Regions from separate parts of the Mus musculus genome. Here regions 2, 3, 4, 5, 6 and 7 are each linked to region 1. Evidence: chromatin contacts called from public HiChIP or PLAC-seq and promoter capture Hi-C data. All regions are on one chromosome and are shown on one strand. Each heading gives the region's core, a stretch centred on a gene start, on an enhancer-like site or on the middle of the called end of the contact. The rest is flanking DNA. Distances are from core to core; before and after follow the strand shown. Region 1 holds the start of Lonrf2 (LON peptidase N-terminal domain and ring finger 2). Region 2 holds the start of Lyg2 (lysozyme G-like 2). Region 3 holds the start of Lyg1 (lysozyme G-like 1). Region 4 holds the start of Rev1 (REV1, DNA directed polymerase). Region 5 overlaps Aff3 (AF4/FMR2 family, member 3). Region 6 overlaps Aff3 (AF4/FMR2 family, member 3). Region 7 holds the start of Rpl31 (ribosomal protein L31).

Region 1 (4,092 bases), core at 416-2,915:
TGTGAATGCTTTGCTACAGTGTATCTTTTTGCACTTTGAGCCTGACTAGTTTCCGAGGTGGTCAGAAGAGGGCGCCAGGTCCCCTAGAATTTTGTAACTCCCACAAGTGAATGCTGAGAACCAACTCTGGGGGTTGAGAGCAAAAAGTGGTCTTAACCAGTGAGCCATCATCTCTCCAGCCCTGGAAGTAACTTTAATGATTGTACGTATACACTCTATACAGTCATTTGGTACACATGTATATGTACCTCTTTGAAATGGACACTACCAAACAATTTTCCAGGAAGACATTTTGCATGAGACCGCTCCCATCTTCTTCAACATCTAAACACAGGTGAAGGTCTTCAAATGAAAATGTCCTGCCTGACCTTGACCTCTGGAGTGCAGTGAATGGGGGGAAAAAACCACAACAGACCATAAAAAATAAATAAAATAAAAATAAAGTAAAAGATTGATCTTTTAAATACATAAGACACATAAGGATACAGAGTGAAACCACTGTTAAAATAAAATATCATTGGCTTCTGGTCACTCTGCTCAACATATCTACCATAAGACTCATTACACTACGCGGCTTACGCTACACTGCTTTACAGAATGCACTGCAGCCCTGGGAAAGCCACAGCGCGGTGCACCTGTTGTATGACACTGGCCACCCTGCAGGGTGAGGCTGTACACCTTACTACCGCTGAAATTAAAAGGCCACCGGCCACCGCCCAGCCCCGTGGTCACCCTCGAGGCTGACTCACCCATGTCCAGGGCCTGCTGGCACCTGAGCAGCGCGGCCTCGGGCTGCTGCTGGCGATGCAGCCCCCGCGCCTGGCACGCCAGCCTGCGCAGGCGACACTCGGCAGGGAAGCACCTCTCCAGCAGCCCGCTCAGCATCACGTTCACGCGCCGGGCCTGCGCCCGCACCGGCACCTGCTCCACGCAGCGCTTGCACACCGTGAGCCCGCTGGACAACGTCACCGGCTTGTAGAGCAGCCGCCCGCAGCGCGGACAGCCCAGCAGGTCGCGCGGCGCCACGGGCCCCGGGGCCCCGGACGCGCAGCCGCTGGGCCTCGCCGCCACAGGCGGCCGTTTCTCGCGCAGGCCCAGGGCGCGCGCCAGGCCGCTCGCCAGCTCCGAGAGCTCTCCCGGCTGCAGCGGGCCGAGCAGCGCAGCGCCGCGGAACGCGCCGATGGCCTCGGGCAGGCGGCCTGCGCGGGCCAGCGCTTCCCCCAGCTGCAAGCACAGGCCGCGCTCCGGCTGCGCCAGGCCGGCCAGCAGCGAGCGGAAGAGCTCGGCCGCCACTTCGTAGTCGCCAGCGAGGAAGGCCGCGGAGCCCTGTCCCTGGGGCTCCTCCGGGGGCTCCTCGAGGCTGCGGCGCACGCCCTGCGGCTCCGGAGGCGCGGGCTCGGGACTCATGGTGCAGAGACGGGGATTCTTGGCAGCCGGAGCGCGGCTTCTGCCCTCTTCACCGTCAGCCACGCGCGTCGGCGGACCGGGTGCTGCCAGCCGTGGGGACCACGCGAGACGGGCCCGGAGGAAGCGCAGCGCAGCGCACGCGGCCCAGCCCCGGCTCGTGCGAGGCGCCGTGCGCGTCCCAGTGCGCGCCCCAGTGGCTCACGTCAGCCAAGTGACCGTGGGAGCGTGGCGACCACCTCACAGCGCCGGCGTCCTGATTGAACCTTTTTTTTTTTTTTTTCTGCTCCCCGCAGGCGGCCCCGCGCGTGTGCGTGCGCATGCTCTTCCCGCCGCTGCGGAGTCGTTGCGCAGGCTGGAGCTGAGCATCCCAGTGTCCTCGTGACCCTCCACCCAGCTCTCCTGCATTTAGGTACCTGCTGCTTCCGCAAGGCCATGCTGCATAGATGACCCTAGGCTTCTAGAAGGCAAAGAAGGCAAAGTTTCCAAGCCCTTAGATCATCCCTAAGATAATAAGGTCGTGCAAAAGACATCCAGTGCTCCCCAGAGACACAAGAATCCAGACAATGAAGATTATTTACATACATACATATAAATTATCCAGTTTACATTAGACGTTTTGGAATACAAATGAAACCACAATAATAAACAGATTGGAAGTCATATGGAGCTGGAAGAAAGGACATGCATACAATGTTACGTGAGGAAATCCTTAGGGGTGATACATCTTCATTCTGGTGATGGTCTTGATACCAGGCAGGTGAGCAGTCAGACAAAGGTAACCAAGGAAACTGACTCCTGATGGTTGGGAAGCCCCTCTGTAGTTAAATACTCTGGAAACTGCAAATAGTTTATTGTCACTTAACAAAAACCGAAGCACGCGGATATTTCCCATGCACAAGCAGATAATATGAAAGCGCTTAAGTTCAAACTTCAAAAAATGAAAGCAATGTTGTCTTGATGAGGTCCACTGGGGTAGCAAGAGCTGATTCACTGTCTCTGTGGATTAAAAAATAAAAAATAAAAAAGGCAGGGAAAGCCAGAGATCTCAGGCCCAGCCAGGTTCCCTTGAAGGCAAAAGCAGGTGCATACCTCGAAGCCCAGAAAGAAACAGACTCCTAGTGGGTGGGATCCGGACTCTAGAATCTGAGTTTGTCTGGCAAACCTTCAGGTCTGTGGGTAGGACTAGGTCTTCTACCTCAGAAGCGTCTGGTTTGTGTTATTGCAGGGGATTCGATAATCCCAACAAAGAAAGGGAAGTGGGTATTAAAAAATGGAGCTAAGCTGAGTTTCACTCTTCCCACCCCCTGATCATCTTCCTTGCCTGCTGTAAAGCCTGCAGGGACCCCTCCACAAGACTAGAGCAGAGAGTACATGGATAGTGAAGTCTCATTGGTCCATCTGCAGCTTCAGTAACTCATGGCTTCTCCTACTTCTCTGCCTCCCTGGACAACAGGCAGACTGTCTTATTGATCTGGTAATAACTTGGGGCATGATTCCAAAAGGGTGAGGGATTCCTTTTAAAAATGCCATGCTTCTATTAATCAACCAGAGTCTTTGACTTATCAAGCACCTAGTTAGTTCATAAGTCTATGGTTGTCATTTTACTGAGAACGACCATGAAACCAGTCATTCAAGTAAAGCCTATAAAGTAATACTTGGAAAAATATTATATATACAAACACACAGACACACACAACATAGACACAACATGTGCACACACACATAGACACATACAGACACACCCACAAAGGCACATATTGACACACCCACAGACACACACATAACACACACGCAGACAGACATACACACAGGCACACAGAGACACACGAGACATACACAGAGACACATAGGCACACACACACATAGACAGACCACAGATTCATGCACACAGACACATACACAGATACAGACACACATAGACACACACAGACATACACATAGACACAAACAGACACATCCACAAAGACACACATAGACACACACAGACATACACATAGACACACATGCAGAACACAGAGATATATACAGAGACACAGAAAGACACATAGGCACACACACATAGACATACAGACAGACGGACCACAGATTCATGCACACAGACACATACACAGACACAGAGAGATACACACAGGTAGATACACACAGACAGACCACATATTCATACACACAGACACACATATAAACACAGAGAGATGCACATATGTAGACACACCACAGATTCATACAGAGACTCACAGAGATACACATACAGACACATACATACTCACACACAGACACTCATTCATACACTCTCATACAAATACAGATGCGCACACACAGAAACACACACATACATAGACACACATAAACATAGACACACAGAGATACACACACACTGTAGGTAGGGGAAGAAAACAGTATGAAGAAAACATCAAAGATGTTTGTTGATGGGATGAGTGAATCTAGACAAGGAAAGTTACGTTTCCTTCAGGCGCCGCTGCTTCCAGAGACAGGGAGCACAAAATATCAGGATCTGGCCAGTATTTGGTGTCTTAGCTACTTTTTCCTCTTGCTGTGATAAAATATCCCAACAGAAGTCATAGAAGAAAAGTTTCTTCTGGCTCACAGGTCCAGGGCACAGTGTGACCTGGTCCTGCTGGTCGTTCTTTACTGACAGGATCTTGAGAGAGAGTGGACCAGGGGATG
Region 2 (4,092 bases), core at 796-3,295, 920 kb before region 1:
CAGTTTTAAGGTATCCAATGCCCTCTTCTGCCCTATGCAGGCACACACATGCTGCACAGACATATACACACAAGCAAAACACCATGCACATAAAATAAAATAATTTTTAAAACATTGAAAGGAAATCTTCTGTTCTGACCTCACCAACCAGCTCACTCTATCCCTGACACTTCTCTGCATCTCACCACAGTCTTTCCACTAAATTATTCCTTCTCTCTGCAGGCATCTCCTCATTTCTTCCTTCCTTCCTTCCTTCTTTCCTTCCTTCCTTCTTTCCTTCCTTCTTTCCTTCCTTCCTTCCTTCCTGTCTGTCTGTTTGTTTTTTGTTTTGTTTTGTTTTTCAAGGCAGGATTTCTCTCTGTGTTGCCCTGGCTGTCCTGAAACTCACTCTGTAGACCAGGCTGGCCTTGAACTCAGAAATCCACCTGCCTCTGCCTCCCAAGTGCTGGGATTAAAGGCATGCGCCACCACTGCCTGGCTGCATCTCCTCATTTCATGCCCTCACTAAAGCCTTTCAGGTCTGACCTTCCTAGAAGGATGTGAACTCTTCCTTCTAAACTCCCACACTAATGGATTTCCCATCTATATAACTCATCCAATGACTCTCACCCACTACCTGGCATCGAGAATTTTCTTTTCATTCATCTTGACTCTTGCACTGTTCCATAACCCTCTTTAAAAGAAATTCAGCCAAATGGGTGCACTGTCAGAAAGTACACAGACTAATTAGTATTTTATTATTTTACATCCCCACTAACATCTCCTTTGTGCTCTTAGCAAGCAGAAGATGCTCTTAAAAACAAGCTGTTGGATCGGGCAGTGATGGCACACACCTTTAATCCCAGCACACAGGAGGCAGAGGCAGATCAGTGAGTTTGAGGCCAGCCTGGTCTATAGAGTGAGTTCCAGGATAGTCAGGGCTACACAGAGAAACCCTGTCTTGGGGGAAAAAAAAAAAAGAGCAGTTGTTTAGGGATAGGGAAGTAATGATGGAGGAATGATGTCAATTCTGACATCTCCCTGTGTGTACTTGCTCCTGTGCATACACACTCACACTGGTGCGCGCGCGCCCACAGACACACACATACATACACCTGTACACATATGTATACACATTACACACACACACACACACACACACAAAAGCAAAGCAAACAACTAAGCAGTTGGTTAATAGTCAAGCCGGTCACTCTTCTGTTGCATGTAGTCATCATGCCTTCTGACTCTGCTAGAAAGCAGATACCCTGAGAATCAGGGAAAATCGCTACTTACCAACGAGAGCAATAAGTCCCCAGAACACCACCGAGGGCACCATGGCCGTGACTCTTATCCTTTGGGATCTGTTCTGGTTTGAAATAGAAACAGATTAGTTTTAAAACTTGAAGGTTTCTTAACAGGAAGTCCCTGTCATTCAAACAACACATTGACAAACTTAGAATCATTTCCAATATAACGTTTGTCTCCCAGCTCCTTGACAGCATCCCGACAGCCTCACGCATGCCTGCCCTTAGCACCCTCCTACAGTGCGACTCCTGAGCACCCCTTTAGCCTTAGTGTGCCTGCTTTAGCATGCACAGTGTGACTCCTGAACAGCACCCCTGCAGCCTGAAGCATGCATGCCTTTAGCACACCCTGACAGTGTGACTCCCAGGAGATTTCAATCCACCATCACCTCTTAGCAGAGGGTGGTTGTATTCTGTCTCTTCCCAGATGGGCTCTTCCCTTGGTTTCCTTTCTGAAGCATGGTCTATGTTTCTCAAGATGCAAGCAAGGAAAGCTACCACTCACCTCTCTTGCAGTCTCCCAGAGAAGTCTCTGAAGAAGCCTTTAGTGGTGGCAACCTGTAGATTAAGATTTCACACAGAGATGGTCTTTATAACATTCCTATAGCATAGATGTGACAGCTGGAGACTCCATCAGGCAGTGGCTCGCTGTGCCTCTGGCTTCCTTCAACTGAGCAGACTTCAGTGTGTGCCTTTGCCACCGAGAAGGAAGCTTTTAATCACCAGAACCTACACTCACCTGCCTCGTCTACTTTTGTCCTGTACCAATGATTGGTAGAGGAGCTTTATATATGATTTAAAGGGCCTCTCTTTAAAGCATTGACCTCATTAGACCTGATTATAGTGCTACTTTGGATTTAGGTGGCTCCTTTAATAAAAGGACTTCAAAGTGTTTATTGACTACAATGAATTAATGAATCTAACGAACCCCCCAGGTTGCACTGGAGGCATCTATTTGGTGGATGGTTTCTGAATACCTAAAATGGTCTTAGGCACACGTCTTCCGAATTTGAGTATAAGATGCTGATAATTAGCCTAGAAAGGAGAAAGAAACAGGAAATGCTAGCACACTTCTGAATAGATAATTCACCTGAAATGCTCATTTCCACATTCCAGAATCATAGGATTGCCATGTAAAGATGTCATCCTATCTTATGCCAGCATGTCTCTCAACTGTGATAGATTAGCTTGCCTCCTGGCTCCAGGTCCACCTCTAACAGGGTAGCTGTCTGTTGTCGAGAAGAAACACAAAGGCAGGGAGTAGCAATCTGAGTGTTTGATGCCCCATTATTTCCTGTGTGTGCATGCACATGTGTGTGGGGGGGGGGGAGGCCAAAGGTCAATATCAGTATCCTCAATCTTCACCTTCTACATTATTTCCTGAGACAGGGCCTCCCACTGAATCTGAAGTTCGCTAATTAGGCAAGACTAGCTGGCCAGGGGTACTCTTGTAGACTCTGCCTCCCAAACATTAGTAGTACGCATGCATGCTGCTGTGCCCAGCATCTTACATACGTGCTGAGATCTTACATACGTGCTGAGGGTCTGAATTCAAGAGTCTTGTTCACATGCTCAGCACTTTACTGACTGAGCCCTCTTTTGAGCTCTGTCATTTCCAAAACTTTCTAAGGAAGCAGGGGAAAAAAAGGATTTTGTTGGGGATAAATATATCTTCAAGTAGACAGTATCTTTCCCCGCCCTCACACTTATAAGAGGCACACACGGGAAATAAAAGAACATTCTTATATTAGGCAAAGCACATTTCCCAGAGCAGAGGGAGAAGTCTAGCCTCGATCTCTCCATACATCAGAGATGTTTTTAAGACCACACATAATTCTTCTGTCCACCAGAGGACAGAAGACAAAGGTGCTGAGCTAAATGACATTCCAGCTTCCTAGGAAAATGACAGAGCCTAGGAGGAGTCAGTTGCCCACATGGAACGGGCCTCTGTATCTCAGGACACTTCTGCCCTGTGTGCTGTATTGCAAAGTGGGTGCATCCAGAAAGGCAAAGCTGGGACGCGTTGAGTGATGGAAGAGCCCCGATTCCTTGGGTCTCAAGGAGATGAGTCACGGAGGGCCTGCTCTATCTCCACTGTCAACGCTGCAGTCAGGGCTGCTCGTTAATAAGGGGTTTTGCACAAGACTAGCAGCCGGGAGGCAGCCTTTAGAAACACGGAGGTTATTACTGGCAACAATGTTACCGTACAGGTTACACTGAGGCACTGTGTTTGTGGCCTGCGGGAGTGCTGGCCAGGGACGAGTTGGGCAAACGACAGGAGGCTTTCAGGACAAACAGGATGAGAGCATTCAGGGAGGGAGTAAGAAGAGACAGAGAAAGAATCTAAAGGTGAAACCAGGTGGGGGCTCATGCTGTCCCTTGACGCTCCTGGAAAATGCCAGCATTCACAGAATCCTGTTGAATGCGAAGCACACTCAGCTTCTCTCCCTACTTCCAGAAGGGATGCTGTGCATCTTTCCCGGTGTAAGGATCACAAAGTCCACATCCTCTGCAACTTAACTATTGCTTTCAAGGGTGAATCATTCTGCTTTGCTCAAACTTCTGGGTGGGGGAGGAGGAGAAGAAAATTTATTGGACATTCTTCAAATGCCAGACTCCTACGTACTTACAATATTCCATGTTTCAGTAGTTCTGTGGGTGGATGTTATTATTTCAGAGATAAGGAAACCGGGACTCAGAAAAGCTAATTGGCTTATCAAAGATGGAACAGAGACTAAGCAGAGTTCGGATTGGAACCCAGGTCCATGAGACTCCATTACCAGTCTTTTCCCACAATGACAGAAGAATC
Region 3 (4,092 bases), core at 1,114-3,613, 880 kb before region 1:
AGAAATGGAGGTCCTTGGCATTTATGGTCCCTCACTAGAGAGCAAGCTATGTCCTTGCAGGCCTCCAGCCAGCCTGGAAATGTATCAGCACCCTGGCATCTGAGAGATGAGCATGGCCCCACCTCATCATGGCCCTTATTTGATACTGTAAGAACTGAGAACTGTGCTATGTAGCTCATTAATCATGGCCTCTCACCTTAAGCTTGGTTGTTGCCCTTGCTTTGTGGCTAGCACTCTTCTCCATCCTCCATCTGGATGGGCTGATGGGCCATGCCAGCATCCTCTCTCACTCATGACTGCCTGAAACTCAGTTCTTCTCCTCACTTTTGTTTTTGTTTTTGTTTTTTGTTTTTTGAGAGAGGGTTTTTCTGTGTAGCCCTGGCTGTCCTGAAACTCACTCTGTAGACCAGGCTGATCTCGAACTCAGAAATCCACCTGCCTCTGCCTCCCAAGTGCTGGGATTAAAGGTGTGCACCACCACTGCCTGGCTTTCTCCTCACTTCTTACATATGATAAAGACCCTGCCCACTGCCTTGCAGAAGGCGTTGTGCCAATGGAGCTTAAATAAAAAATGGCAATATCGATGACAGTCATACATATAAAATGGTTCTGCAACTAGAGGTCGCATACCTAAAGAAATAAAATCTACTTTTTAGACCACAGTGTAAGACGGCAACATTCCAGATCTTTGCTTGATTTGTTTTGAGACAGGGTTTTATAGCCTGGCGTAGTACTTGCCATATAGCCCAGGCTGGCTTCAAATCTACAGTGTTCCTACAGTGTTCTGCCTACAGAGTACAGAAATTGCAGATGTGAGCTACCTTGTCCAGTTTGAATTTGTGAGACTGGGTCTTGCCTTGTAACCCAGGCTGCCCTGGAACTGAAAATCCCCTTGCTCCACCCTCCATGGTGACTGCTGGCATGGCAGGTATGTACCCACGTATCATTTAACCTGTGTCTCAGACTGCATTTTCCCATGGCCTGTGATCTCATGCACTTGTTGAGTTTGGGTTATGAGGAAACCCAAACTAGGGAAAACATAGAAGGTTTGAGAAAGACTTTTTCCTCATTGTTGGCAAATTCATAATCGCTCCCTTTGCCATGGAGACTGTCTGAAGGGGGCTTCTTCTGTCTGTGTACCTCTGTTCTTGCTCTTCCTCATTTTTTCTGAGTTAAGAAATCTGGGAAGACCATCATCCCTGTGTGAGCCCAGGAATATTTCCTTCTGAACAAATATCTAATAAAAAAGATCCTGGCTTCCTCCATCATAGAATCTTAAAATACATCTGACTTTTAATGCTAATAGCCAAAACTTAAACTGTTAGACCCCCTAGTGTTAGCTCTTTCACAGCTTCCAAGAAAAGAAAGGCTCTTCTATAGACATGCACACACACCCCACCCCCAAGACACCACACGAGCTTGTCTGGGTCAATGTTTTATCCTCAAGATTGAAAGTGGGAAAGGACAGGGGCTTGCCATCTGGCAAAGTACCAACACTTCAGTCCTTCAGCCTTGAAAGAACAAGAAAGACCTTCTCTTTGATCTATTGCCAACAGAAAGAGGACAGGAGGCACATGGTTCTGCAAGCTTGCCCTCAGCAGCCTGCAGCCCGAGGAAATCCTGTAATCTTTCAGGGACCCCAACCCAGGCAAACCCAGGATTCATGGCTTTGGCATAGAGAAGCATTTTAGGACCAGACTGTATGAAGCAGAGTTGCTGATTTTTAAGGGCAATATTTTAAGCATAAGGAAAGAGGCACTCGGGAAGAAAATAAGACATTTCATATTCACTTCCCCTCAGGAAGTGAGTGAAGCAGTTGTTGACTGTGCTGGCAAGAGACCTCAGCCAGACTCTGAAGCAAGGGACTTCAGTCCCTCCCTATTCATGGCCCATAGTTTTCCCCATCTTTCTTCATGGCCCCAGTATTGCTGTTAGTGTTAAATGAGCACATATTTCTGTCCTGCTGTTTGAGGTCTTGCACATGTGCACATATTCAAAAGAAGCCCTACATGTGCACATATTCAAAAGAAGCCCTACATGTGCACTGAGAGAAATAATAAGTTTGTATAATGATTGTAAATGAATAGAAAGAATTATTCTATCATCTTAACTTTTCTAAAACGTGATCTTTTCTTGCAAGATCCTTAAGTTTCATTTGGTTCAATCTTATTTACTCAGAAGCAGAGACACAATCATTGTCAATTGATTAACATATCCTGGAAGTTTCCATCTAAATAGATAAATAAACCCAGGGTTGGCTAATCACCATTCAATTAGCATATCCTAAAATTTTCGTTCCGAGTAAGCTCAGTACAAGTCCAGGGTTGGTTCCCACTCACCTGTCTTCAGTCAGCTCCTCTTCCTAGAGACGGTCAGTGCTCGGAACCTTATATAGGGTCTCATCTTGCTGCTTCTTCTTAAAAGTGCTGACCTCATCTTATTATAAGATTTACAGCTAAATCTCATAAATTATAGTAATAATCATAATTATAAATACTTTGAACTCATATGGGGATTTATTCAAGAATGTCCTGGCATTCTGCACCCATCAACCAATTAGCTCTTTACCACACCTTGGAGGACAAATCATAATTGCAGGTTCTTGATGGAATGCAAAGGTCCGACATCTGTCTTTATTCACACCCATTTATTGTCATGTAAGGAATCAAGAAAGGGAGGGATGGAGAAAGAGAGAGGAGGGATATTGAGGCAGGAAAAGACAGAGAAGAAGGAGAAAAGGCTGAAAGAAGAAAGAAAGGATGAGAGGGAGAGAGGGGAGAAAGGGAGGGAGGAAGGGGAGAAAGGGAGAGGAAGGGAGAAGAAGGGAGAAGAAGGGAGGGAGGGAGAGAGGAAGGGAGAGGGAGGGGAGGAAGAAGGGAAGAAGGAGGGAGGGAATCTGGATTTTCATAAACTCCTAGTCCATACTTGGGACTAGTAGAGCTTCCTGTTAAGGAGTTTACAGTTCAGCATCCCCAGCTCAGAATCTGTTGTTCTATCCACGACTGAGATAGTTTGAGTCTAAGCTCCAATACCAGGAAGCGAGGTGAGCCCCAGGAGGTGGAGAGGCAGAAGCGCATGAGAGGAACCATAGGCAGATAAGACACACTTCATCCACCAGCATCCAGGCTGTTGGGCAGGCAGACAGCAGCAAGCACCCTGGCACATACAGCCATGTAGTCCAGCACACTGGCCATACATGGTAGACACAGGCTTACAGACAGACACAAACAGGCAGACTGGTGAAGGTGAGGGAGAAGGTCTCTGACCTCAAGGCCATTTTTATACAGATTTACCCAAAAGTGGCGTTCTCCCAGGAATAGTTACATAAGAGATTGTGTTACTGCTTACTTCGAGGTTCCCTGGACATCCAGTGTCTGCTTTTTTTTTTTTTTCTGGCTCACAGCCCCCAAGTCCAGTGTTAGCCATCTTGGCCATGCCAGATATCCACATCAGCACCATGTTCTCTATATTCTTGTTGGTTGTTTTGCTTTTCAAAACAGGGTTTTTCTGTATAACAGCCCTAGCTGGCCTGGAATTTGCTTTGTAGACCAGGCTGGCCTCGAACTTAGAGATCTGCATGTCTCTGCTTCCCGAGTACTGGGATTAAAGGTGAGTGCCACCATGCCTGGGTATACTCTACCCTCTTTAGACAACAATTGCTTTATGAGAGCAGGCTCATAAAGGTGTTGTCTGGGCCCATAACCCACATAGCAGTAGAGAGAACATCTAGTTTTCCAGGATTTCTTTCTGTCTGTGATAAAGTACCCTGACCCAATGCAACCTGGGAAGGAAGGAGATTGAAGGTGCGTCAGGAACTAGGGCAGAAGCTATAGAGGAACTGGCTTGGTTCCCCAACCATGCTCAGCAACCTTTCTTAGACAGCCTATGAGCCTAGGGATGACACTGCCCACAGTGGGGTAGGCTCTGGGACATCCTCATAGACTCCAGGCTATGTCAGATGAACAGATGAAGCCGTTGGGGGCAGATGGCAGGGCCACAGGCTAGGACACTGAAGGATATAGACTTGAACATTTGGCTTTTCTGAATTCTTACATCCGAGAAGTGAGTATGAGATTGCATGGTTCCTCCTCA
Region 4 (4,092 bases), core at 939-3,438, 710 kb before region 1:
ACTTGCCCTATGATTTACTTTGGTTTTTATTTCTGATGGAGTCTTAACTATGCAGGCCCTAACTGGTCTGCACCTCACTATGTAGATCATGTTGGCTTCAAACTACCAGAGATACCCCAGCCTCTGCCTACCGACATCTGAGATGAACGGAGCCTGGTTCATACTATGATTTACAATCCCTTTCATTCTAATAAAACACTAAGAATCTGCCAGCCCTCAGGATCTGTTCTCTAGTAGACAGCAGGCACCTAAGGTCTCCGGTGATTAGTTTTCTTCTCATGGTCTCTCTCCAGCATATCAGGCCCTATTTAGTACACAGCTACAAGAGTATGCTACAGAAAACACTTACCTAGTACCTGTAGTTTCATAGTCTTATTAAATGCCTTTCACTTAAGAACTAATTTATTAGTCGGCTACCCAAACTGGAAAATGTCTTCCAAATATGAATGAAAAGCTTGTCCAACTAGCAGAGGCAAATTTCAAGCCCATATGTAAATGCTTTGATCTCTCCACTTCACATGCCATTGGATACAGTATGTTTGTTAAATATAGGTCTATGTAGCCTCTGGAATGTATTTACTGTGACTGGTTGTTGGGAACAGGCTTTCCTTCCTTTCCATTTAGAATCTTGGTTTTCAGTGTTAAAGAAGTGGAGTTACGTATTTCAGCACATTAATTTTGAAAATGTGTATTTTTCTACCTGAGATGACATAGAGATTTAATGTTAAAAGTGATTCCCACCCTTAAGAAAATGAACAAATATGCATTATTTACCATAAAAAGGAGTAAAGTTTCATGACAAGATACACGATTTTGGTACATACTGACCTCAAAGGACCTACAAGACACAAACAAGAAAACAGAAATTCAAGAAAAATGGCAAGTAAGTAGTCTAAGCAATGAACGAGTGCACTCGTGCAGACTGAAGTCCTGGATGGAGAGCTCCAGGTAAGCTTCCAAGTGTCCATCACAGGTAGCACTGGAAGGGCCGGAAGGGTATTCTAGCAGCATTTGCCTGGGCAAAGCCCGGTCAATATGGGAAAGCAAACTTATGGAGTCTTGCTAAGCTGAGCTAATGCGCACTCCATAGGAACAAGATTGTGGTATTATTACTCTACGTAAAGGAAGAACAGGTACTAGAGAAGCCAGAGACCAAGCAAATAATTTAAGAGCTGTTACATAGCCCTTAATAGTTACAAATCCTTTTTATGAGGTCTCTTGTTTTTATCTACATACCATTTCTACTTTATACCCAAGAAACACCAAAAAACACACGGTGAAATCCTAGGCATGTATCACCTGTAGTGTTTTTTTAAACAATCAAGGAACGATACTACAGGAAAGTCCGGGCTTTGCAAACCCGGGACAGGAAGAGTCTCCAAACAAACAAGTGCCCCCTCGGTGCACCCCGACTGTTATTATAACAGCACACCCAAGTGTGAACTGAGCACCTGTACAAACACTTGGGGACAGGTGTCCTGCACATGAAGGGGACAGATAAGTGACAAGGGAAAAGGAGTGAGAGAAACACTGCCTCCGGGATGCCTAAGAGCAAGGCAGAGGGGAGAAGCCGATGCACCGGGGACGAGCGAAGACCCGCGGCGCGGGCCCCGGGTGCCCCCTGCCACGTTCTGCAAACGCTGGCGGAGCGGACACTCGAACGCGCGAGGGAATGAATGGCCGGCCAGGCGCCGGCGCAGGAGGAACCGGTGACTTGCGACGCCAGCGGCGGGACTCGGAGGCAGGGCCGCGGGCGCCCCGATCGGCGCGCGACGGAGCGCCGGGTGTGGAGCGGGAACGGGAGGTCACGCGTTACATAACCCGGCGGCCGGAGGCGCAGGGGCGACGCGGCGCGGCAGGCAGGAGGCCTCGCGGCAGCACCGCGAGCCCCCGGCCTCGGCGCCTCGGGCCGCTCGTGCGGCGGAGGCGGGGACGGCGGAGGCTCGGTACCCCTCCCCCACCCGCCGGCCCGGGGGTCGCTCACCTTCCGCGCCGCCCCAGGCCACCATGCCCGGGCCCAGCCGCTTCCTCGGGCCTCGCGGGCGCCGCCGTCGTTCAGTGTCCTCCCCGCGGCTGAGGGGAACGCCGGGGAAGGCAACCGGTCAGGCGGCCGCCCAGCCGCACCGCACCGCACCGCGGCCCACGCTCCCTCAGTCGCTGCGCCCGCCTCGCGCCTCCGCGGCAGCTCCGCCCCTCCCCCGCCGCTCCTCTGGCGCGCGCCCGGCTCCCCCTCCCATCCACACCGCGGCCCGCTGGCCCGGCCCCGCACGCACTCACCGGGCGCGGCGCACGCGCGCTGCTCGCGCCCGGCCCGAGGCGACCCCGGCCCCGCCCTCCTCTCGCGCCGGCGCCCGCGGGGAGGGGGGGTGGAGAGCAGCGCCTCGGCTGCACGTGACCGTGCGGCTGGCTGGGCGGAGGTGGCGCGGGACCCGCCGCATCACCACGCTGCCTCCCGCCGGGGCCGGCTAGCTAATGGTGCTGCAGCGACGCGCAGCCGCGCCCCGCCGTGCCCCGCCCCGCCCCGCCCCGCCCGGGCTCCCCAGCCGCCGCGGAGGGCGCGGGTGCCGGGACTAACCGGGTAGACGACCGCGCAGGGTCGGCCGAGGCGCGAAACGCGTCGCCGCACCGCGCTCCGATTGATGTGCGGCGCCACCTAGCGGCGGCCAGGACGCTCACAGGCTAGCACATGCTCGGTCGGCGAGCGGAGAACCGCGGCCCACACGGGTCTGCGGGAATGCCAGGTCACTTGCTGGCAGCCAGCTAGGCTGTGTCCAGACACGACGTCCCTCACAATCTTACCACTGCCGGTCCTGTGCTCTACCTGCCTTTCCCACTTGCAACACACAGACCTGAAGAAAATTGCTTTCCCTTGTGATGGTTAAAAACAAACAAACAAAAACAAAAAACCAGCAGCTACACAATTTATTCGTGGATGTTAAATACACCTAGCAAAAAAGAAAAAAAACAGTCTCTTAAGGCCCATTTCCCCCGCCTCTGTAGTGTCTGTTCAATGGGAGACTGCATGGTTATTGTGATAGTCTTTATTGTTGGAATGCTCAAACATTAAGCCAACCAACTCCTCGCCCTAGACTGAACACTTTTGTTCCTTCCCCACCTTAAGACTTTTGAAAGGAGTTTGCAGGCACTTAGAAAACAGTAGTACTCTTTTTAAAACTGACTTTGCAAACCTGAGGTTCCTTTCCCAGAGAGACAGGAGATAATCGAAATCTCTCTCTCTCTTTCTGTGTATGTATATGTACATGGGAAATATATATATCTGTCTCGATTTTAACCTCTCCCCCTTTGCTCCACTTGCTCGCTCTCCTTTATGAATTCAACTTCAGTATTCCCTCCCAGCTCTGTTTCTCTGGACCCACAATTGAAGAGCTAGATACAGTGTAACTGCAGGAGTTTCAGAACGAGCTGCAACACCACCAGCTTGTGTTCGGAAATACCGCTGGGCGGGAAATGAGGCTTGTGAGGAGTTTTGAAAAACTGTCTCTACACAGCAGTTATTTCCAATGAGAAAAACACCAAAACTTTATTTTTGAGACTGAAAAATAACTTGTGAATACTTTTCCTCTTCTTTCATAATCAAAGATTACTTTTTCTGTATTTTTCTCAAGCAAATAAACAAACTGTCCCATCCTCGTTTGCTTTCTTTTGCTGCAACAAACATTATTACCAAAAAAACAACTTAAGGAGGAAAGGGCCTATCTCACCTTACAGTTTACAACCCACGGGGAAGGGAAGTCAGGACAGAACCTGGATGCAGGAACTGAAGCAGAGACCACTCAGGAGCCCTGCTCACTTCACTGGCTTGCCTCTAATGGCTTGCTCCTCTATTCCTGATACAACTAAGGCCACCCACCCAGGGTGGGCACCGCCCACAGTGGGCTGGCCCATCCCACATCAATCATCTGTCCCACAGACTTGTCCACAGGCCGATTCTGATAGAGGTGTTTTCTCAGTTGATGTTCCCTCTTCCCAGATGACCCTAGCTTGTGTCAAGTTGAAAGAAAGTGGAAAGAAGATGTCTTTCTCTGTAAAACAAACAGAACCGAGAGGCGAGAAGAAATAAACGGTAGATAA
Region 5 (4,092 bases), core at 625-3,124, 640 kb before region 1:
ATAGTCTTGGCCCTGAGCGGCAGCGGCGTGCAAAGGACCTGACACATCGGAGCACAGGAGCTTTAGAGAGGACTTGGGTTTTTTGTTCTCCTTCCTGGCTGAGGGAGCAGAGAGATGAATGGCCTCCCACAGAGAGGCTGGCACACTGCTTTCTGTAATTCCTACCTCTTTGAAAGGCCGTCCTTCCATAGAGCAAGCCTGTTTTGTGCAAAATGGCAGGGATGAGAGCTCACTGTGTTTGAACAAAACAGGTTCCTGGGCGTGGAGCAATCGGGATGATTTGCTTAGAGAAACTGAAATCTACACCAGACAGAGGAGCAACGATGGCATCAAATAGATTTCTCTTTCTTGCGATACCCCCTGTATCATTTGGCATGCCCTAACTGTGTCCTTGGCTTTCAGGTGCTTGTTCCAAAAGAAGGCCGATGGTGCAAGAGGTTGAATGTTTCCTTTTCACACACAAGCTGTTTGTAGTGCTAGCTTTACAGAGCTGGGTGACAAACTCAGCTTCCTGCACGCCAGGCAAGTGTTCTCCCGCCTGCTCCCTTCCAGTCATCACTGTTGGTGGGGGATGTTAGGAGACTGGGGCTCCCAGGTGTTGCTGTCTGCACACACCCTGTTGAAGCAGCTAGACAGTGTTTAAGCAGTAAAGATCCCTACGCAGCTTTGTTCTTTGATGGATACTGACTGGAATCCTAAGGAGCTTGGAACTTGGTGTCTCCAGAGGGGAAGCACCCTACGCCGCATGCGTTTCTGACACCACTCAGAGTACCTTTCTCAGGCTGTGCTGGCTAAGGCAGGCAAGGTTTGAATCATTTAAGCAACTTTTATTGAGATGGAAAACCATCCATCTCACTGCTGTTCTTCTCTGCGTTGGATGTTTCAGCAATCGATTTTAGCAGGGCCTGAAGGTTTCAGTAAGAGAAGGATGTATCCTTTTCCTTCCATCCGACCTTTCTGTTTTTCCATCCATCAGAATAAAGTAGGGACCCAACCTGAATATGCAATGGAAACAGTTCCCTAAGAACAAAAAGGTGGGGTCCAGCTTTGCTGCAGCAAGGTCTCCCTCAGGACAGCAGTGCTGTGGAAAGGTCCCCAGAGTGCCCTGCCTATGACAATAGGGCCTATGCAGACATTCTACTTGTTTCCTTTGATTAAGTCATGCTGTGGGAGATTCACCCTCTCATATGCAGGAATCTTCCCTTCCTCTATAAAATTAAAATCCTTTTAGCTAGGAGAGTGCGCCATGTAATTACCTTACACATGGTAAGCCCCAGTCCCTTCCTGCCATTCACACTTACCATGCTCACGGCCTTCAGTACTGCGTGTTCCAGGGAGCCCTCATTCAGCTCAGGAGGGATAGCTAGCTCTGCTTCTGCTCCTGGCATCATGGGGACAGATGGGACATTTGGTAGATGGGCTGGGTGCTCTGGTCGTGACCGCCTCTTCCATGGAAATACGGGCAGAGGACAGTACATCCTTCAGAGAGCAGCAGGCAGTGCTGGCCTCCAGCCCCACTGGCTTCTAACACAGCAATACGGCTGGCAGGAGCCGGGCTTCATTCCTAGCCAAGCCTTTCACCATGTAGCTCCATGAATTCAGTATTTCTGGACTGAGGCTTCCCATGCCATATCTCTCTCAATTCTCCCCGGCCAAAGCTCCCTGTCACTAATTACAACACCAAATAATACACAGCTCGCTGCTTTGCACTAATAAGACCAGCATCTAAGCTGCGGGTTGAACCAAGCACCGCCGCTCCTTGATATAAATTCTCGGATCCTGTCTTTTCAAAGAAAAGTCTGTTTTCCACCTTCCTCCTGAGGCTGTGGAGTAGTAATTGTCCCTGCTTTTCATGCTTTTGTGGAATGTCAGGGGAGGAGGGGCTGTCAGACTGCTGCTAGTCTGCGCCTGCAGCTTACCAAGAGCAAGCCGACCTTGATTCAGGTTCTAAAATAAGAGCTAACCCCTTCAGTTCATTTGCATCCTCAGAGCACTAACTGCTGCTTAATTGGTAAGAAACATAGGAAGTGAGGTGTGGAAGGCATGAATCTAAGCGCTCTTTCATGCAAGTTTATGGGAAAAGAAAGAAAGATGGAAAGATCCAGGCCCTCCCCTGGGAAAGGTATTTATAAGTCAGCTATATTTATTCAGCACCCATTCTTGACAGCCTGGTGGCTTCAGTTGTCTGAATTGTATGTTTATTCAACCATTAACAGTATTTATAATACAAAAGGATGAATTTCCTTTTTTAAAAAAAGCTATGTGCAGGGGAGTCGTCCCCCTCTGTGGAGAAGGGGAGAAGGGTGGAGGAGGTCTGGTGAGAGCCAGGACCCAGAGGAGAGGGAGAGGGGAAGATGTGACTGGGTTGCAAAGTAAATAACTAAATCAAGGAATGAAACAAACTAACTAAGCCAGAGTGTGGCACCTGTTACTTTTTGGATCTTTCTAGTTGTTTCCTATCAGCTTCTCAGTGGCTCTGCCCTAATGATCTGGCACCCTCCCTTTCTTCTCCTGGCAGCTTTTCTGTTCATCTCAGGCCCCATTGATGCCCCAGTGAAGATAAGCCAAAGAAAGTGGAAGGGGCTGAGGACCTTCTTGACCAGGAAGCTGCCAGGGCAGAAAATGTCAGGTAAAAGAGGAAGAAAAGGAAGTGAGAGAGGAGGAAAAGGAAGTGAGAGGAGGGAAGGAAAAGAGGAGGAAAAAATCCAATGGGAAAGGGGAGGGCAGGAAGGGTTTATTTGCATCACTCGCCTAGGGATGGTACTGCCCATAGTGGGCTGGGCTCCTACACCAACGGACACTCAAGAGAACGCCCCATAAACATAGCCTCAGGCCATTTCTTATGGAGACAGTTGCTTAACTGAGGTTTCCTCTTCCCAGATGTGTCAAGTTAGAACTAATTATGACAGAAGGGAAGGAAGAACGGGGGATGTGGGAGTACACATGAAGGGGGAAGAAGAGGAAAAGCTGATGGGAACTAAGATAAGGAACTAAGAGGGAAGAGAAGGGGCGGGAAGAGGAGCAGGTGTGACCATAGTCACAGTAGTGGTGGTTGTATTGGTCCACCATGGGCTTCTCTCCTCTGACTCTGGAGAATAACAGAATGAACTCATCAGTATATCCTGGCTGTTGCCTGTACCTGGCACATAGTAGGTGCTTTGTATATAGCAGCTGGGTGTGTAAGACATTTTGCATGTTAGGTGACTTTGGTCTCTCGAGGGACAGCTATTTTCATGGCTTAAAGGGAGAGACAATGTTGGTTCTTGGCCTTTCGAGTTTTTAGACTCTTCCCACAGCTTTCTTAGGCCAGTGGCTGTTTCTGTTGTGTGTTTATTTTTCTAACAGAGATTGCAAATCATTTGGGGGTAAGTGGACACTCCTCTCCATGCAGGGGGGTGTGGAAGAGTGCTTTTCCATTTCATTCTACCATATCCCTAAGAGAACAAACAGTCCCAGCACAGGCAACAGCCAGAGCTACACGGCCTGCCAACAGGCTCAGCCTCTTCACTGGTACAGACAAGGAATATAACGAGAAACATTTCCACTCATAAAAAGTTCTAGAAACTTCACATATTGGGCTGCTCTTTCTGACTCAGCCCTCTATTTTGACCACTGGGGAAGTCATTAAACTTATTTTCTCATACATACTTGTTTTTTCTTCTTATCTTTACTATGCTCCCCATATCATCTACTAGAAATATTTGGTGTTTTGGGCACCCCAGTGCCTAACACTTCTGTTACCAGCTATGAGTCGAAACCACAAATGCTACGATCACCTTAATTATCACTCTAATTGTGTCTGTTTTCAAAAATGACTAAAATTCACAGGGACAATTTCCACACAAAGTCCGAGAGAGACCACCTGACTGCCGTCCCAAGGGCCAATGAGCTCAGCAAAGGGAAAGCGACTAAAGTGGGTGCTGGAGCAGCTGAGGGGACGGGAGGGGAAGGCTGCATGCAGGGAGCTGGCACGCAGTTCCAGTAACCAGATGAGGAAGGGAGACCTCCCTCGCTCCCCAGATTCAGTTACCTTAGCACGTGATTTTTAAATGACACATCTGGCTTCCAACCCTAGAACTCTGTGCCCTGGTT
Region 6 (4,092 bases), core at 411-2,910, 600 kb before region 1:
GGCCTGAGTTGAGCCAGTACTTACTTACCCACACTGTCCATCTGGTATTTCCGTGGAATTCCACCATGCCTGATCAGGAAGGGGCCGACATGAATAACTAGCATGGCGTGAATGTCAGCAACACCTGCCCAATGAGCCTGTGACGGGGCCTCTCAGGGTCTCCTCTAGGACATTCCAGGATGTCCTAGTGCAAAGCCTGGCAGCTTCAATCAAGGGCAAAGGGGGCCACGAGAGTCCTGGGAAATGGCAGTGCCTGGTTCTTTCTCTGAAATGAAGGTTGGCAGCTGAAAACCCTCCTCCTCACTTAAGCTCTGAAAATAAACCAATTCCACATCTCTGCTGTGTTTTAAAGCAAAGCCAGCACCTGAGTGCCACCAGCCTGTGACGTTTAATTTATATCTCACTCAGGGGCACAGGATTTAAGGACGGGGAGCTTTGGGGGAATGTCAGGGGAATCCACGCACAGAATCTGAGATCCAGACTTGTAGCTGAATCCGCTCAAGCTGTGCTCTTGGTAGTTGTCGCAAACGGAGCTGGGTTTGTTCCCTGGGTGAGGATATTCCTGCTACTCAGGTAGGTCTGTGGGAAGTGCCATCTAGGGCCTAGTCAAAGATGAGGTCACTCAGATGACAGACTGTATCTGGAAATAGGGATCAGGGACCACAACCAAATAAGAAAAGCACAGTGGAGACAGACATGTTTCAAAACCAGAGGCCCCAAGGGGAGTGTTTGCAGGACTCATCAGTTCTGAGACCCAGTGGCTCAGCCCTGGAAACAGAGGCTTCTCTGTGTTTCTCAAGGCTGCCCCAGGCTTGTGTGTAGGCTGGAACCACCACACATAGTAGGCAGTGCACAGGAAGGAAGCTCTGGCCTGGCTTCTCATTAAGCCTACCACCTCTTCTGTATCACTTGCTTGAATTCTTGTAGGACCATGAAAGTCAGCCTGGTTCCTGGTTGAGCTAAGGTTGGAAACCCCAGCGACCCTGAGGAACGGCAGGTGTTTTGCCTGGTTCCCAGATACTAGGCTCCTGGCACGAGGCTGCAGCACTCCATAGATTTGTGGCCATCAGTCACATAAGGGAAACGCCCCAAGTCCCTTCACAGGTAGAGGATGTGTGACCTGTGGACACGTAGCCTTAAGACAGATCTCCATTTTAATGAGGTACCTAAAGGTCTGGAGACTTAGCCAATTAGGCTTTCCTTTCCAGACACTCCTCTCTGCAAAAGGTATTTAACCTCAGACCCACCCTGAGAACTGGGGTACGGTTTTACCTATCCATTTTCTGCCACGACAATAAATGCCTTAAAACCATGGACTGCCTCTTTTCATTGGGATCTTCCATGGGTTGCCATAGAGTCCTGTCTAATCTCCTGTGCAAGGCCTCTCTGTGCTCCCAGCCACAACCACCATGCCAAGCCAGGCACCCACCAACAAGCCAAGGACAATTCCCACAGAACCCAGCCGGAGCTCTCCCCTTTTCCTCAATATAAGTCATCACCCATCTGCTCAGAACAGCCCCGGTTCCTGTGGTCCCACAGCATGGGTTCCAAGGCCAGGAGCTTGGTTCCCAGTGAGCCAATGTTCTGAAGTGTAGCGTGGTGGTGATTTGGTCACGGGGCTGCTGCACTCTGAAGTGATTAAGCCATGCTTGAAGGGCTGGGTTAGGTCTTTCAAGAGAGTATTGTTATAAAAGAACACATTTGGCCTCTCTGGTCTCTTGGTTCCTCATTACCACACAGGCCCTTCCTGCTCCTTCATCTACTATGTTGTAACAGAGTTGGAGGATATCTGCTAGATGCCAGCACCATGCTGTTTGGAATTTCCAGTGACCAGAACCATGAGACGAATAAAGTATAAAGCCCAGAAATTCTGTTATAGCAACAGCAAACAGATCAAGACAAGAGCCGACAGGGTAAGCTTGATGGGCCATCTTGGTTAAGATCCCAGCAGAGCCATTTGGTCAAGAGTCTACATGGCTGGGTCATAGGGCCAGCTGTTCTAATAATACTTCACTGTGAGTTTCAACTTCCTTATCTTTTAAAAGAAGGGCTTGAAGTATGTGATCTTTTCTTCTAGTAGACTTGGAGCAATGCATAGTTACATAGTTAATTATTCCTATACATAGTTACTTATTCCTAAAGCTGACAGATCCTAGAATTTCTATCTACCAGTTAAGATTAAGTTCATTTTAAACTCCTTTCCTATTGCCCAGGTAGGCTGATGAGTAGCTGGGTGTGGGTGTGGGGGGGAGGGGAGGGAGAATGGTCAGAGACCACTGCAGTGGGGGTTGCAGCCACTCACTACAGTTAATAGAAGAAGACTATACAATGCTTCCTTGTAACTCTTCCTATATTTGCCTATAGGAGTATCATGCAACATTTTGGCCTATGCCATTAAGTTGCTGGCTTCACTGCCTCTAGTAGCCTAGATAAAAACTGACATTCCCACTACTAATAAGTACAGTTGGCCCTATGTACATGGGCATTCCACATCCAGAGATCCAATCAATCATAGGACACTTCACATCCATAGATCCAATCACAGGACACCCCACATCCAGAGATCCAACCAATCACAGGGCACTTCACATCCACAGATCCATCCAATCACAGGGTACTCCACATCCATAGATCCAGCCAATCACAGGAAAGTTCTATCACATACTCTGTTGTGACCTGAGGGATCTGAGAATTAGCAGGTGTAGGTTTCTGCAAAGGCATCCTGAAGTCAGTCCCTATGGGGGCTGACGGATGGCAGTGCTCTGCCTCCCAGATGTAGGCAACGTGTCTTTAGGATCTGAGGCTGGGCTTTTGGACACTCAGCTTCACCATCACAGAGAATGCAAGCAACATGGTTTTCAGAAATGACACTGCTCCATGCGAATCAAAATTCCATAAAGCTCTCACCCCAGCCCCACCTTCTCTGATGAAGCCCTTCTAGCAGGGCTGAGCCTGCTTTCCAGTGAACTGTGCTCAGAGGCAGGAAACACAGTGCCAGCCCTCGGTTGAGCAGGTGACTCCGAAGCATGGAGACAGTCCTCGTGTACGGGAAACTCCATGGGAAACTTAGCTTTGATATTCTCATCAGAATTTCTCTCTTTAAAGGGGTGTTCCCTCCTCAATGAAAGAGAGGTAAGCTGGAGCCTCCCAGGAGTTAGGTCATTAATTAGACACTAGCACACAGAACACTGTGTACCTGGGTTGGCATCTGGGAGCAAAATGTATTTGAGATCTTGGAATGACAAAGAGATAAAAATTTTAAAGAAATACTTCATTAAGATTTTAAAACACTAAAAGGCAGGCTGTTCCTAATGACAGGCCAATCAATACACCCACCATCGTCCTCATCCCTGTAGTGAGAATGGCTACCACTACTCAGAACAAAATGTAAATTTGAGCCCCTTATCCAAATGGCAGGAGGAAGGCTCACATTACACCCACGAGGACATAAGTCTGCCTCTTGCATTGTCTCTCAGTTGGCATAACATTTTTATTTGTTACTTCATGTTGTGCTCTATGGCTGCCATAAAGGCACTGTGACCTTCACATGGGGATGCACCAGGCTCCTAGGTTAGGCTGGGGAGAAGCTCAATCCCACCCAGTCACCCACTGGACAAGCCATCATGCAGACAGCTTGTAGCAGGACATTGCTGCCATGCCTGGGCACAGGTGTGTGGGTGCCCTGCCATCCCGTCACACCTTTATGAGAGTGATGACAGGAGGGACGGGGAAGGCTGGGTGGGGTCAGGAGCCTGGGCAGGGGAGCTGCTGGCTGAGAGGGACGTCATGTGACAAGAGGTGACTTGCCTTGAAATATGCTCCACCACTGCACTGGATCTGACAAATCAAAGACAGAGCTACTAAGAACTTCAACATGTCAACCACGGAGCACTAGTAAGGTCTGTCTCTGTGTGTGTGTGTATGTGTGGGTAGTTGGATAGATAGATGTCTGATGAAGAGTCCTGTAAGAATGCACAGGTATCTAGCTGTTCTTGGTGAAGCCAGAGGTTTCTTCTGTGTTTGTCTTTCTTTAAAAGCCATGCCCCTGAGATCCCAACCTTCCAAACAGCCCAGGTCCCATCTAACACCTTC
Region 7 (4,092 bases), core at 728-3,227, 530 kb after region 1:
TAAATGCATGCATCATGGGAATTGTAATCACTGACCTCTTCATTCATTATCTTTGCTTATTAAAAGGTCATTCTGTAACTACATCTGTGTCCCAGAAAAACCATGATCATACTGTCTGGAAAAGTACAGTGTCTTGGCTCAAGAGTCAAGATTGAATGTGACCTCAGTTTAAGATACTACAAACAAACTAAAATTGTAACACCTTCTGTCTCTAACAACTAAAATCCCCTTGTACAAACAACATTGTTGTCATTGTTAGACAAGGTATCACTATGTAGCTCTGGCTGGCTTGGAACTCCCTATATAGATCAGGCTGTTCTGCAACTTACAGAGCTCCACCTGCCTCTGCCTCCCACTGTGGAATTAAAAGTGTGTGCCACCACACCTGGCGAAGTGAAGCAGTTCCTAGTCATGACTTTGCACTCTTGCCAAAATGTCCTAGTAAAAATTTAGCGATATAAAATGGCTTTAATTTCTGTTCATGTTGTAGCTTGACGATCTCAAAGTCAGCCAGTAATATACTGAAAAAAATCTAATCTGAGTCATCTAGAGAAATGCTATTAGTGCTCAGATGGACTTCATATTATGGAGATAAATAGCCTTGCTTTTCTGTAGAAAAGCTCATTAGAAATGAGGCAGGGGAATTTTTTTTCCTTTTTGATTTTTTAGCTTAATCATGTGTGGACGGATATGTCTAGTTTATTGACTCCTTAAATTATTCATGTTTTACTTTTAGTATGAAGTCAGGAACTCACAGCCTTTTATAAACTCAGCTTTTCTAATTAACCATTATTTATTAACCATAACTAATTATCATTTCTTGCTCAAGTCAGCACACTCTGACTAGTGGGCTCCTCTGTCTTCTTGCTAAAGATCCCAAATTCACATTTTCATATTCTCTTTATAGCCCTTCCTCCCTCTCCCTCCCTCAGTCTCTACTCTCCCCTTCCCTCTCTCCTCCCCTTACTCTTGGATCTAGTCTCATTGTGTAGCCAAGACTGGCCTCTGTGTAGTCCGTCCTTAATTTGGCATCCTCTTGCTCTGCCTCCTGAATGCATCGCTCCAGACTTCCTTTTAAATTATTTTTGAGTGGCTCTGCTTGGGAGATTGCGTTGCAATTTTCTGAGCTCAACCCCAGTACCAATCAGCACTCCCATAGAACCCCTTCTGGTTTGGATTCTCTAAGAACTAGAACCGAGCCTGTCTGCTCCTTTCCTCCTAGCCCCACTGAGAAGTCATCAGATATTGTCAAGCGTGTTTAGCCCACTACAGTCAAGGATATCTCGAACTCCTGATCACCTAACTCAACCCACAAAGTTCTGGGATCACAGGTGTGCACCACCACACGTGGCTGTGGACACTATTTTCTTAAGAGAGAGAGAGCAGTTGCCTGTCCACCCCAAGTCTGACCTTTGGGGAATCCAAAGGCCCCAGCATCCCTTAGCCAAAGGAGGCAGAGACATAGGTTCCTTGTAAGATCGTGGAGTTTCTGCCTGCCTGTCTTCTTGCCTGTGAGATCCTGAAACTTGCTCATTGCTGAAACTCCAATAGACAGGCTATTCGGACATGTTTAGATTCGGAGATCTATTTTCTACGGACGTGCCTGGCATTTCCGTGGGCATTTTCGACTTGGAAAATAAATTCTTTTGTTGTCGTCTCGGTCATTCCGGGGACCTTCCGCCAAGCACAGTATCTAATAGATTAAACAAACGTAGAGTGAGTGAGCGAGTGCACCCGAAAAACTGGAGTATCTTCCCTCCCGGCCGGGCGTTCCGAATCCGGGTTCGGGTTGGGATTTAAATCCCATCCCGCACCTCCACTGCTCAAGGCAGATTGCAAGAAGACTGACAAGATCGACCCCGCCCTGGGCCCGCCCTGGGTCCGCCCCATGCCGCTCGCTCCGCCCCTGACGCGCGCTGTATTTACGCCCCAGCCTAACTCCTAACTTCCCTCGCCACACCTCTTCCTCCTCGCCTCCCCGTGACCCGGAAGTTGTACGGCTACGCGACTTTCCCTCCCACAAACCCTCGCGCCCTTCCTTTCCTACTTGGGCCCGGCAGAGTGAGTATGGCTGCGGGGTCGCGGCTCTGAAATCCGGCGCCATCCGCGCCCGGCGCGGGACGGGCAGGCTCGGTGGGGTTTGTCCCGCGCCGCGCGGAGGCTCTGCGGTCCGGGGCGGTGGGAGGACGGCCTGCGGGGTACGGGTGCACCTTAGCTCGGGCTTGGGCTTTCCCACTACCTGCTTAGAGCCTCCCTCCCTGTCGCCTGCGTCTAGATGGCTCCCGCAAAGAAGGGTGGCGAGAAGAAGAAGGGCCGTTCTGCCATCAACGAGGTGGTGACCCGAGAATACACCATCAACATTCACAAGCGCATCCATGGAGTGTGAGTACCGGGCGGGCGGTGTGGCCCGCGACCCCCTTCGGGCTCCGGCCGGGCTGGGCTGTCACCCGCGAGCCTTGCTTACAGACTGGGTGCTCTAGAGGGCAAGCGGGTTTATTCCGGTGTGGTTGTGTGTACGTGGAAGGTGTGCGGGGTTTGGCTTGCACGGCAACCGGCTAGGAAATGGAGACTGGAGGCTGTGATGGAGTTTGAGGGAGCGGTTAGACTTGGGGAAGGTTGGTGGTGCTAAAACGTGAGTTCTGGTAATCCGGACGTGTAAAAGGAAAGTCAGTGACTTGTACGCTGCAGGAAAGTGGCCGGTTACTACCTCAAGTGCGAAATACGATTTTTTTTTTCGTCGTCCGATTATACAGATTTGTGCAAATTCGGGGCAAGTTGTAGTAAAGTGGCGGTTACAGAGAGTGATTGCGGTCCTTATTTGTACACGACCTATCTGCATTTGCGTTCCAGCCCTAGAGCTTGAGTTCTTGGACTTGATGGTTTAGTATTTTCGGAGAGATTTTGCCGGGTTGAAATGTGTGTCTGCACCTAGTGGGTTGCCCCAAGGTCTTTGCCCGGTATGAATACTGCTGGTGGTCGGCCACGTTCCTTCCTCTATGGTTGGGCATATTAAGCACTATGAAGCACTATTTAGGCCTGTGACAAAGTGAAAGTAGGCCACAAGTTAAAGGTGGTGTGGGTGTTGCCCAGTATGTGGAAGGAAGAGTCGCTCTCAGGTGAAAGGTACTCTTTAAAAGCAGCCTTGAATAGAGCATTGTAGAAGCGAGTCGTACCCCCCCCCCAGGCCTTTTGTATTTTGTTGATAAGGCCCTATGTGAGAATCTCTAGCCTCCTTCATTCTTTGGTAATTTCTTGGTCCCCATTGTGGTGTAAACCAAGCCTCTGCTTTGTTCCACTCCTTGCTTTCCCTGTCTCATTCATTCGGGTAGTAGTTGAGCCCAGTGCTAGGTCTGCCCTCTGAGATCTACTCACTGACTGCGGCAGCCCCACTTTTTCCAATTCCCTAACCATAACATTGAGATTGCTCAGTGCTCCATCTCTTTCCTGGTCTTTGTAAGTGATACCACCTGACTGGTTGCTTGCGTGAGTTTTTTTCAAGCTAGCTGTGAAGTGGGTTGTCTGGGCACTAGAGACAGGCTGCGGGTAGGTAGAATAGAGAAAGCAGATGCTCTTTGTCTCACTTGGAGTGGACTTGACGGGTGTTGAACAGACCTGGGCTTTTTTGGTTGATTGGTTTTTGGATTTGAGGTCTTCCCACCCAGCCTCCATGTTGGGATCATTGGTGCGTGCACCATGCTCTAGAAAGGTTCAAGTTTTTTGTTTTTTAATAGCCCTCTATCATGTACCCTGGCTATATTCATAGGAGAGTGCCTGCCTCAATTCCACAGAACTTTGTCTTCCTTTTGTATGAGTGTTTTGCCTGAATGCTTGTATGCTCCACATTGGTGCTGGAATCAAACCTAGGTCATCTGCAAGAGCAGATATTTTTAACCGCTGGATCATCAGGACCATCATTCAGGATTGCTGTGAGCAGGCCTGGTTGGTGACTGATACTCTGGGAAAGTGAGCGGGACATCTTGAACTATAGGATGCTTGGAATTTACCCCTACATCTTAAGTACTGATGCTAGTAGCTGGACATTTCATGCTTGGCCAGAGGGTTCTTCGTTTCATGATGGCATGCCATTTACAT

Evidence for each region. Promoter capture Hi-C pulls out the DNA fragments that hold promoters and counts their contacts. HiChIP or PLAC-seq counts read pairs in DNA pulled down with a chosen protein or histone mark.
Region 2: a contact with region 1 is called in a promoter capture Hi-C map of hippocampal neurons, with 2.8 times the contacts expected there. The contact joins the promoter of Lyg2 here to the promoter of Lonrf2 in region 1. A contact is called at or near these places in 4 of 39 promoter capture datasets (HPC-7-derived erythroid cells, hippocampal neurons and liver) and 1 of 115 datasets of contacts at active chromatin or transcription factors (embryonic stem cells).
Region 3: a contact with region 1 is called in a promoter capture Hi-C map of hippocampal neurons, with 4 times the contacts expected there. The contact joins the promoter of Lyg1 here to the promoter of Lonrf2 in region 1. A contact is called at or near these places in 5 of 39 promoter capture datasets (the 3T3-L1 cell line, 3T3-L1-derived adipocytes, the C10 cell line and 2 more), 2 of 115 datasets of contacts at active chromatin or transcription factors (both in embryonic stem cells) and 1 of 9 other capture datasets (adipose tissue).
Region 4: a promoter capture Hi-C map of hippocampal neurons shows a contact between it and region 1, with 6 times the contacts expected there. The contact joins the promoter of Rev1 here to the promoter of Lonrf2 in region 1. A contact is called at or near these places in 9 of 39 promoter capture datasets (the 3T3-L1 cell line, 3T3-L1-derived adipocytes, cranial neural crest and 6 more), 2 of 484 Hi-C or Micro-C datasets (both in embryonic stem cells), 7 of 115 datasets of contacts at active chromatin or transcription factors (astrocytes, embryonic basal ganglia, embryonic forebrain and 4 more) and 1 of 9 other capture datasets (macrophages).
Region 5: an H3K4me3 HiChIP or PLAC-seq map of embryonic forebrain shows a contact between it and region 1, with 8 times the contacts expected there. The contact joins the enhancer-like site here to the promoter of Lonrf2 in region 1. A contact is called at or near these places in 1 of 484 Hi-C or Micro-C datasets (bone marrow-derived macrophages), 5 of 115 datasets of contacts at active chromatin or transcription factors (embryonic basal ganglia, embryonic forebrain, embryonic hindbrain and 1 more) and 2 of 9 other capture datasets (liver and macrophages).
Region 6: a contact with region 1 is called in a promoter capture Hi-C map of hematopoietic stem and progenitor cells, with 3 times the contacts expected there. The contact joins the enhancer-like site here to the promoter of Lonrf2 in region 1. A contact is called at or near these places in 6 of 39 promoter capture datasets (the HPC-7 cell line, cranial neural crest, frontonasal cranial neural crest and 3 more), 1 of 115 datasets of contacts at active chromatin or transcription factors (large pre-B cells) and 3 of 9 other capture datasets (adipose tissue, liver and macrophages).
Region 7: a contact with region 1 is called in a promoter capture Hi-C map of hippocampal neurons, with 5 times the contacts expected there. The contact joins the promoter of Rpl31 here to the promoter of Lonrf2 in region 1. A contact is called at or near these places in 1 of 39 promoter capture datasets (hippocampal neurons), 1 of 484 Hi-C or Micro-C datasets (the G1E-ER4 cell line), 2 of 115 datasets of contacts at active chromatin or transcription factors (astrocytes and embryonic stem cells) and 1 of 9 other capture datasets (embryonic stem cells).

The regions. Positions count from the first base shown.
Region 1 is chr1:38,835,022-38,839,113 of GRCm38.p6, forward strand. It overlaps Lonrf2 (LON peptidase N-terminal domain and ring finger 2), which reads right to left and starts at 1,666. Exons shown (of 12, transcript NM_001029878.2): 1 at 750-1,666. The coding sequence starts at 1,407.
Region 2 is chr1:37,914,448-37,918,539 of GRCm38.p6, forward strand. Lyg2 (lysozyme G-like 2) reads right to left here and starts at 2,046. Exons shown (of 6, transcript NM_001033427.3): 1 at 1,789-2,046; 2 at 1,273-1,345. The coding sequence starts at 1,315.
Region 3 is chr1:37,955,396-37,959,487 of GRCm38.p6, forward strand. Lyg1 (lysozyme G-like 1) reads right to left here and starts at 2,364. Exons shown (of 6, transcript NM_027111.3): 1 at 2,340-2,364.
Region 4 is chr1:38,127,478-38,131,569 of GRCm38.p6, forward strand. It overlaps Rev1 (REV1, DNA directed polymerase), which reads right to left and starts at 2,189. Exons shown (of 23, transcript NM_019570.4): 1 at 1,985-2,189.
Region 5 is chr1:38,198,552-38,202,643 of GRCm38.p6, forward strand. All of the region lies in intron 15 of Aff3 (AF4/FMR2 family, member 3), which reads right to left. Among named protein-coding and RNA genes, the nearest start is that of Gm16150, 19 kb to the right of the region's middle. Within about 2 kb of position 1,875, at least 40 of the 459 cell types and tissues checked have an H3K27ac peak or open chromatin away from gene starts, as enhancers often do. A contact at or near this core is called in embryonic forebrain, where this site is marked.
Region 6 is chr1:38,231,606-38,235,697 of GRCm38.p6, forward strand. All of the region lies in intron 10 of Aff3 (AF4/FMR2 family, member 3), which reads right to left. It overlaps Gm16150 (a long non-coding RNA gene), which reads left to right. Exons shown (of 4, transcript XR_865363.3): 1 at 1-4,092. Among named protein-coding and RNA genes, the nearest start is that of Gm16150, 14 kb to the left of the region's middle. Within about 2 kb of position 1,661, at least 9 of the 459 cell types and tissues checked have an H3K27ac peak or open chromatin away from gene starts, as enhancers often do. A contact at or near this core is called in hematopoietic stem and progenitor cells, where this site is marked.
Region 7 is chr1:39,365,874-39,369,965 of GRCm38.p6, forward strand. Rpl31 (ribosomal protein L31) reads left to right here and starts at 1,978. Exons shown (of 4, transcript NM_001252218.1): 1 at 1,978-2,382. The coding sequence starts at 2,276.